Linked DNA regions of Mus musculus: all the other regions are linked to region 3. A link is a contact called in public Hi-C data. All regions are on one chromosome and are shown on one strand. Each heading gives the region's core, a stretch centred on a gene start, on an enhancer-like site or on the middle of the called end of the contact. The rest is flanking DNA. Distances are from core to core; before and after follow the strand shown. Region 1 holds the start of Arhgap42 (Rho GTPase activating protein 42). Region 2 overlaps Arhgap42 (Rho GTPase activating protein 42). Region 3 overlaps Arhgap42 (Rho GTPase activating protein 42).

Region 1 (3,051 bases), core at 93-2,592, 96 kb after region 3:
CATGTAAGACACAAGTGGATTCTGGGAAAGGCAATGGTTAACGTTTAGCGTGTACTAAGTAATCCACTTGGTTCTCAGTATGAGAAAGCTTGAGTTGTAATAATGGAAGGGGAAGTTCTAAAGGAGAAACGAGTAAAGAATATCCTGAAGGGAGAAGTGTGGGAAAGATACTGACATCTACCAGGTCTGACTGAATGTAGACCTGAGCTCTCACCAATGACCAACACTGCACACCACACGATGCAAGCCAAAATTTAATACGAACAGAACACTCACAAGGGCTTTAAAATACACGGGTACCCTATTGGGTCCAAACAGCTTACCAATGGCCAAACTGCAGACGTGTATTTTTAAAAGGTCAAATCAATGACGAGTCATTGTTGTATGAAATTACTTTTCCTAAAGTATTATTAAATTCACTAGCTTCACTTTAACTCTCCAGACTCCCTTGTTTCCACTCTTCCCAGAGAGTTTGGCTTGCTTTGATTTGTTGTTGTTGTTGTTTGGTTTGTTTGTTTTGTTTATGAGACAGGGTCTCACTCTGTTGCCCTGACTGGCGTGGCTCTCTCCACCACCTTAAAACGAAAAATCAAAACAATTTAAAACAACAACAACAAAACCAACCCCCCACCAAAAACAACAACAACAACAACCAGGCACCGAAACTTTAGCAACAACAAACAAAAGTGAAAGTCTCTACCAACTTTTCACTGACAAGTCTCAAAAGTTGACTCTCAAGGGCTGTAGGGGAAACTTTTCCTCCCCAGTGTTGCCTGGGAAGTAAATCCGCACCACTAAGAACAGACTTTGTTGGCCACCAGCAGGGGAGCTCTTCAGCTTTTGTCCCCAATCCATTCAAACAAAAGAAGTTCGGTCTGGGGCTTCCCAACCAGGGTCCCGCACCCCATGGGGTCTTGCACACTTGGGGGCCCGTCACTCACTTCTCAGCGCCCCGATGAGCAGAGAGCCATCCTTCAGCAGCTCTTTGATGAACTTGTTGGTTCTCTCCAGCTCGATCTCGTGACACTGCAATCGCTCCCTAAAATCCGGGCTGTCCAAATACGAATCGCTGAACTCCAGAGTGGGCAGCCCCATGGCCCAGGCGCGGCGGCCGCTAGCTGCGGCGGGTGCGGGGACACTGCGAACGCGGGGGAGCGCTGGGGAGAGCGGAGGACTGGGCCCCGCGCGCCGGGCTCAGTGCAGCTGCCCCGAGGCCGGGCGGAGGCTCCGGGCGCTGTCACCGGCTCGCATCGTCGCTCGCTCGCACCGTGGGGGTGGCGAGGCTACAAGCTGTAGCGCAGAGGAGTCTTCTGACAGCGTCACTCGCTGACCCTGGGGACAGTGGCGCGCGCTTAGCTGGCGGCGCCTCACGGCGACTCGGGCCCGTAGGGAAACCCGCCCCCTGTGCGGAGCGCACGCGGGCCGGCCTGCAGCTCCCGGGCAGACCCTCCTCCACCCTCCCCGCCCCTCGCTGTCCCCGCCCGGTCCCCGCCCGGTCCCTGCGGTGCGCACTTTGCTCCCCGCACCCAGCACTGCTGTGTTGTAGCCTCACCCGATTCCTACCCGTCCCCGTCTGGGCCCACTGAGAGCGCCAGGCCCTGTGCGCCCCAAACCATCTCCAACCCCCAGCGTCCCCCTCAGGAACAGTCTGACTCCCACGTTAACCCCTGCGGGAACTACCACTTCCCAGCCGGTTCAAGTTTCACTTCAGGGTCCTGCCCATAAGTCCAAAATAGAAAGGATGTCCCGCCTGACTCCCAACCCCGCTGCATTGACCCATCAGTGAGGTGTGTTGGGTGTTATCCCTCAGTCTGTAAGAAAGGGGAATTGATTTTATTAACTCATTTCACATGTTATATACCCCTGTTTTAGTGTCTCTAATTGACACCTGGGTGGGTGGACCTACAAGTTCAGAGACTTTCATCGACTTGACCTGATCAAGCATTTCAAAGGAATCATTAATTCCTTTGGTGGTGGTGGTAGGTAATACCTGCATTCAACTGGCTGAAGCAGGAGAATTGCCAAGAGTTCAAGGCCAACATGGACTACACAGAGAAACACTGTCTCTGAGATGAATATATATATATGAATTCCTGCAAAGAGTCAATTAGCAGAGGTTGACCTAATAAATGTGCGTTCTGTTGAAACCCTGACAACAAAATAACCTACTATTTTATGTCATCCTGCACTCACCTGTAGCTTTTTTGAGAACTCCGTTACTTTTCTTAAGGATCTGTTTTTAATTTCTACATTTCCACTGCTTTGTATATTTGAACCATCTGTTTTTAAAAAAGAAAGGAAGGAAGGAAAAAAGAAACTTGTACAAATCATGGGAAAATCCACTGAAGTGCTTTACATTTTTTCCCAATTAAATTTCAGGAACCTTTAGCTGCAATTTTTTTCAGCCATACAATAACATTAAAAGTAGCATGTAAACAGCCAGGAATGGTGGTGCATGCCTTTAATCCCAGCACTCGGAAGGCAGAGGCAGGTGGATTTCTGAGTTCGAGGCCAGCCTGGTCTACAGAGTGAGTTCCAGGACAGCCAGGGCTACCCAGAAAAACCCTGTCTCGAAAAACCAAACAAACAAAACAACAAAACAAAACAAAAAGCAAAAATAGCATGTAAACTTTAAAACAGACAAAACCATGTAAACAGTATGCTTGATGACTTTTTTTAAATTCTCATTTTAAAAGCTTACATCCATATTTTTAGTACGAGTCTGCACACTTTAGAAATGTGTGATGACAGTTCTATACATTTTCTTTTTGTGATATTTATTTCTAGGGATGGGAACACACATCTGAACAGTGGAAGTCAAGGGACACTCGGCTGTAACTGGTTCCTTCCACAAGGGATAAACCAGGGATTGAACTCAGATTCTCTGGCCTAGCAGCAATCACTTTTGTCAGCTGAGCCGTCTTGCCAGCCCTCATCTTAGCTATTTTAATTTCTGAGTGTGGAGCTTGTCTGTCAGTTTCATAGATGCCTCATTTGGAAGTACAAGGGAAGGCAATAATACTGTTCATCAACTATGAAGGGGCTATAGTG
Region 2 (3,107 bases), core at 533-3,032, 90 kb before region 3:
TAGATGGCGGTAGAGCTCAACGTTTTAAAAAGGAGTGTGTCCATGTACAGGCTGGTGGCACACTAGACAGATGCCATGGTGGTAAACCAATGGCGGTCAGTAGAAAGACCCAGGGAATATGGACACCTGCCCTTCCCAGACCTTCGTCATCTTTGGTCAGTATGGGGGAAAACAAACAAACAAACAAACAAACAAACAAACAAACAAAAAGAAATAAGGCTTAAGCTCTCTATAGAGTAAATGTGACCTTCACAAAAATGATAATAAGGACTAATTGATGTATAATTTTATTTTACACTTAGTATTTTGTGTCTATGTGTGCATGCAGTGGGTGAGTGTGTCACGGTGCACATGTACAGAACAATCAAGAAGGAGTTGGCACTTTCCTTCTACCATGTGGGTTTTAGGGAATAGGGCTTGGTGGCAAGTACTTTTTCTCCAGATTCACATTCGTTTAGTACCAGGAAACTCTGTCACACTTTATTGTTTCCATGGTGTTTAGAGTTAAATTGTTATTTATTAGCCCTCAAACAAAACCAAAAGTCAAAACTTATATACATACTGCAATAAATTGACTGTCATAAAAAAGACCTGTGCCAAGAAGTTTAAGTGGGATGTCACAATTTGGGATAAGGTAAGGAGAAACACACACACACACACACACACACACTTCAAGTGAATGGAAGCTTCCATTTCCTCACAGTTCAACAATACTAATCATACTTGACATCATGACACCATGTTTTTAGATAATTTTTAGAACTAAATAAACGTTCATAATCTTCCCACCTATTGGTGGCCACTTGACTAAAATCCAAATGGATTCGTGGGCATGCATTAGCTACTCATCTCTACACAGACAACTCAGTGGGATAAAGTAAGATGATAGAGCGGGGGCAGTGCCTAGTAAGAGGCAGAACCAGCTGCAGCAGGATGCTCCAAAGCCCCTACTTCCCACAGCCACACACCAACTTCTCATAGTTCCACAACCTCTGGAAACTGGGACATGCATTAAAATACATGGGCATGTGGAGGACACTCCACACCAAAGTACATGTGTGTAAAAGGAAATGCAAGACATCTAGAGTACAAAGCAAATTGCAAAACTAACCATTTGCCACTGCCCTGAACTTGTATACACAAAATACTAAAGAATCCATTTTAAAGAAAACTAATAGAACTAATAAGCCACTTCTGTGAGATTAGTGTGCAAAGACTGAGTTTATACTGGCATACACTACAACAGACAATCTGAAATGAAATTAAGAAAACTCCCATCTTCAACTGCCTTAAAGGAATAAAATACTTACCAGCTAATTTGGTAAATTTAATTCAAAACTTATTTTGAAAACCATGAATGTAGCATAAATAAATTAAAAATTGAAACAAATAAAATCTCTCCCTTTCACAGTTTGAAGAACTTGAAACTGTTAAGAAGGTATTTTCTCCACATTGAAAGGCAAGTACGGTAAAATCAAAACCACACGTCACATCTTTGCAGAATCCAGAAATTGTAAATTCACATAGAATGGGAAGCAGTACTAGCTGACCAAAGAGCTCTTAGTAAAAATAGAGTAGGAAGGCTTACACATCTTATGTCATTCCAACTTAATGCCAGACAGCATAAATGGGCAGCTCACTGTGATGGGAACTGACAAACAGATACATATCAGTGACCATGGCAGAGTTTGAATGGCCACATTTGGTTCTCAGCTGGTAGCACTGTTAGGGAGGCTGTGGAACTTTCAGGAGGTGGGATGCTGCTGGAGGAAATGAGTCACTGCAAGTTAGACTTATGGTTTACCATCCACTTGGCTTCTAGTTCTCTATTCTGCCCAGATCTGAGCCATCTCCCACAGCTACCTTGCATTCTCTATCACAATGGACTGAGTCCCCCTAAACAGTGAACCACATATATCTTCCCACACACACCACAAATCTCTGGTTAACCAATGCTTCACAAGATTCTCAAGAGTCTCACAACTAGGGAATAAACAGGCATTGGTGAATATCTGAATAGATTCCCTCCCCACACATCAGGAACCTTATATACATACTGCAATAAATTGACTGTCATAAAAAAGACCTTTGCCAAGAAGGGTAAGTGGGATGTCACAATTTGGGATAAGGTAGGGGGAAACACACACACACACACACACACACACACACACACACACACACACTTCAAGTGAATGGAGGCTTCCATTTCCCCACAGTTCAAGAATACTAATCATACCTTTTGCCTGCCATCTGTGAACAAATGATTATAAATTTTCCTTTTGATACAACTAAGATCATATCATAGAAAGAGATACCTGAGTGTTTCCAGACAGAATGAGCCATAAGAAAGCTCAGATGTGGCAACAGCCCATCCCTAAGTCACTCTCCAGAAGGTACACAGATAAGAAAATACCATCCCAAGTTCAGACAAGGAATAATTGTACAGTTAGTGGGCAGAGCCAGAAAGACATGTAAATATGTGTGGAAGAAATGTACAGGGAAAATTAAATTGTCAAAATTTATGGACTCTCATACTGTGGTTTAAAAATAGGCCTTAACTTAGAAATGCCTATTGGCAAGTGTTACAGGAGTTCTCCACCTAGGGCAGAAGTAAGAAGCGTGGCTTTCTAAACTACAGTGTGTGCCAGCAGGAGGATGGGTCAGTGGTTAAGAGAGCTTCCAGTTCTTCCAGAGGATACAAGTTTGGCTCCCAGTACCCACATCAGGAGGCACACAACCTGTTAACTCTGATTCTCAGGGATCTAATGCCCTCTTCTTGCCTCCAAGTTGCATGCACATGTGTGCTTGTGCATGTGTGCACACACACGCGCGCGCGCACACACACACACATACACATATATAAAGTTTTTCAAAATCTTACACACACACACCCAATAAAACCTCATCATGGGGCTCTCTGTCAGGGCTTAGTCAGAAAGAGGGGAGTAGGAATCATAAGTAGTGCCCTTTGCCATAAAATATGGCTTGCTAGGCTCAGGAACCACAGTGAGATTCAGAAGGCCTCTCTAAAGTCATATGGAGTTTGATCAGATGGTCTGTTAGGTAAATTACTTTTTCATTCTAAGGGAAATTAACTACTTAGCTCT
Region 3 (3,179 bases), core at 138-2,637:
GCTCCCTGATATGTCTTGATTAAGTGGTCAGCAAGCACTAAAAATCCTTCTATCTATGCCTCCCGGGATTTTGGCTTTCAGGTGACTCCTGCACTGCCTGGCTTTTTAAATTTGTCCTGAGGTTGTGGACTCAGGTTCTCATATTTGCATAGCATGTACTTTACTAACTGAGCCATCTCCCAGACCCTAAGCAAGATTAGGTATTAAAGGGACAGTCAGCTCAACTGTCTGCAGCAGAGAAAGTGCCGTTGTCTTTATTTGAAAATAACTTTAATGCTAATACATTTCAATGTTTTACCAATTATAAATAAAACCTTTTCAGTTGCCCTATAAAGGTAAGCGAGGTAACTATAATCTAAATGAGTAAGCGCTCTTATCCTAAACAGTATATCAGAAATAACACCCAAGTGCATCAGAAAGACAGTACAGTACGGCATAGCAAAAGTCACTTGAGGCTGAGAGAACTCACACTACTGAATTATTAAGTGGCAATCAGCGGGATCCTTGAAGATATGTTGTACTTTCTAGAAGTTGCTCTCTGTCAATTTTGTCAACAACAGAGATTTTCCAAACTTTCTTTGATAAGCACTTCTATTGTTACTCTTTTTGGAGTTACCATGTCTTTTCTTGTTATTAGTAAGGAATTAATCAAATCTCAGTTGTACGAACCACTTTCCTTTGTTTCTCTATCATTTGTTCATAACAATTGTCACTCATACTAATTGCTGAGCTCTCTGTGCCATGAGCCAAGGACTCCAATGCTCCAGGATTGGTGACCACAAAGTCTTGGCTTCCATCATCAGGGGTAGAAGGAAAGAAATGGGGTGGAAAGGAAGCACTTCTCATTCAAATTTCCTCACAGCTCAAACTCATAGATAAGATTTTACAGTGCAGAGAGAAATAGTGAGTCCTGATATTCAAAGTATGACTAGTGGGTGAGTCTAAGTGGGAGAGATGTAAGGCCTACACTTGGCTCTCTTCCCTAAACTGAGTAACCCACTGCTTAACATAAAGTTGCCATTGAGCACACAGCTAGTTATGAGTCCACGTGCTTTCCCAGATCCATACTAGGGATTGTAAAAAAAAAAAAAAAAAAGAAGCCCAGGCAGTCTCCTCTAACCCTGAGCTTCTGAAATGACATTCTGGCTTTCCTTTCTTGTTTCTAAACCACATTTCTTAACTTTCTTGCCACACCTCTCTTGTGGAAAAGAGTCATTAGTAGTCTGAGTGTACAACAAGGAGGGGAACCTGAAAGAAAACCTCATTAAATGAACATTAATGTGAACAAGAAGCCAAGAGCAAGCCACGCAGTCTACATCAGCATAGGCAGAAAAGATCTGGCCCTCTAACTGCTGAAAACCAACTCTTTGCTGCCCTGGGAAATTTCCCACAGACAAACATTCCTACAACTTCCTTCAGCCACCCGTGGGCGGTGAGCACACATGTGGTTCCAGACACATGCACAAACGTGGTCTTAATTATAACCTGCTGCCTCTAAGAAACCAGTGGTTGAGTCCATCGACAAACGATGTCCTCATTTTCTGCAGTCATGATTTACTTCAGTAAAAACCTTTGTTTTATAATTTCGCTTTTGGAACCTGTCAAAATAGTGCATTCTTCTGCACTGTCCTCAGTCACCATGAAAACGCCTGTAATGTGGGCATGTCAGCAGAGGTGACTCTTCCTTTTGCCCAATGTATTCACCATAGAATTAGGTTCAGTTTCTCAAAGGACAGCATTCACAAGACTAAACAATGGCTTAACACATGATAACAGAATCATCCTGGCATTTTCTATTCACAGTCTATAAGACTCGGGACTGAAGGGTTAATGAAAATAACCAAAAGCTTCACTGAGTGCAGCATAGTTCAAGGGCTTACAGAACACGCCAAAAACAATATTCCGTCTAATAACACTTGGATCAAATAGGTAATTTGGGGTTGAGACCTCAGGGAATTCAGCCTCTGTAACATAAAATGGAACCATATGTGGTGTCAGTTTCTTAATCATATGAAGCTAGTACAGGAAAGCCTACTAGAGAGGAAAACTCGACTGACACTGATGGCTCTAGACTCAGTTCTTACCCAGTCTGCATGCTGGTCACTGCCCAGACCTTAGCATCTGCAAGGACTCCCTCAAGGCACCAGCAACGCTCTCACTTAAGGGTACTCAGGCAAATGTGACTTTGTCTTACAGTCTGTTAGGGGTGAGTGAATGCTTTCCTTCCTTCTTAGAGGTTATTTAATTATGCAAAGATGTTCCACTCTGATACTTTTACAAACTGTGGAATATCTGCTCTGTTTTTGATATATATATATGGGGGGAGGGGACTAGAGAGAAGACTCAGAGGTTAAGAGCACTGTCTGTTCTTCCAGAGGACACAGGTTCAATTCCCAGCACCCACATGGCAACTCATAATAATCTGTAATTCCAATTCCAGGGGATCCAACACCCTCACACTGACATACATGTAGACAAAACAAAACAAAGAAACAATGCACATGAAATAAAAATAAATACATCATTAGAAAAAGAAAACTAAAGATAGAAAAGCAGTTATACACCATGAAAGGTAGTGTTCTTCATGCTGGCACGGGGCAGGGAGTGGGGAGGTCTCCGCGATGAGAGAATATCTCTTCTTTCATTCCTCTGGAAGTCTTTCAGATTACATTACTACAGTTTCTAAACTTTAGAAATAATTTGCTCATCCCTGCATGACAGAGAAAACTGTAAAATGAAACTTTTTCAACAAGGAATTTGGTTGTAAGTTCCAATTTACTCATACTTTCTACAAGCAAAACCACACGGTTTTGGGGACAGCCACTCTAGCAACAACTTGCTTCACTTTTCCAATTATAAAAACGCACTCCAACTTGATACGCCCTCCTGCCTCACCCCTGCAACTGCGCTCTACTCTGAAATTCCTGTGGGCCCTGATGATCTAGAACTCGGTTCTTACGGACTGAAACATGCATAGTCATCAGGTATTAAGCTGGTTTGAAGATATACTGTAAAACTGAAATGTATAAATTGAAGGTCAGACACTCCCTGCAGCTGCTTTGCCCAGCATAAAGAGGAAAAGAAAACAGCACACAGCCTCAAATGACACCGTAAATCATAGGCACAGCAACAAGAGCTATAACAGATGGAAAATGCCAGATTTGTAGATGATTCAGAAC

The links. A called contact is a pair of places that touch in the nucleus more often than the background predicts.
Region 1: a contact with region 3 is called in a Hi-C map of the C2C12 cell line, with 2.0 times the contacts expected there. The contact joins the promoter of Arhgap42 here to the enhancer-like site in region 3. A contact is called at or near these places in 6 of 39 promoter capture datasets (the 3T3-L1 cell line, the C10 cell line, liver and 1 more), 9 of 484 Hi-C or Micro-C datasets (the C2C12 cell line, cumulus cells, embryonic fibroblasts and 5 more), 3 of 115 datasets of contacts at active chromatin or transcription factors (embryonic stem cells and fibro-adipogenic progenitors) and 2 of 9 other capture datasets (adipose tissue and pancreatic islet).
Region 2: a contact with region 3 is called in a Hi-C map of the C2C12 cell line, with 4 times the contacts expected there. The contact joins two enhancer-like sites. A contact is called at or near these places in 3 of 484 Hi-C or Micro-C datasets (the C2C12 cell line, adipose-derived mesenchymal stem cells and embryonic fibroblasts).

The regions. Positions count from the first base shown.
Region 1 is chr9:9,237,685-9,240,735 of GRCm38.p6, forward strand. It overlaps Arhgap42 (Rho GTPase activating protein 42), which reads right to left and starts at 1,343. Exons shown (of 24, transcript NM_001372563.1): 1 at 942-1,343. The coding sequence starts at 1,095. The region is part of intron 2 of Gm16833 (predicted gene, 16833); the gene reads left to right.
Region 2 is chr9:9,051,344-9,054,450 of GRCm38.p6, forward strand. The region is part of intron 6 of Arhgap42 (Rho GTPase activating protein 42); the gene reads right to left. Among named protein-coding and RNA genes, the nearest start is that of Pgr, 150 kb to the left of the region's middle. Within about 2 kb of position 1,783, at least 5 of the 459 cell types and tissues checked have an H3K27ac peak or open chromatin away from gene starts, as enhancers often do. A contact at or near this core is called in the C2C12 cell line, where this site is marked.
Region 3 is chr9:9,141,349-9,144,527 of GRCm38.p6, forward strand. The region is part of intron 3 of Arhgap42 (Rho GTPase activating protein 42); the gene reads right to left. Among named protein-coding and RNA genes, the nearest start is that of Gm16833, 93 kb to the right of the region's middle. Within about 2 kb of position 1,388, at least 51 of the 459 cell types and tissues checked have an H3K27ac peak or open chromatin away from gene starts, as enhancers often do. A contact at or near this core is called in the C2C12 cell line, embryonic fibroblasts, neural stem cells and 1 more, where this site is marked.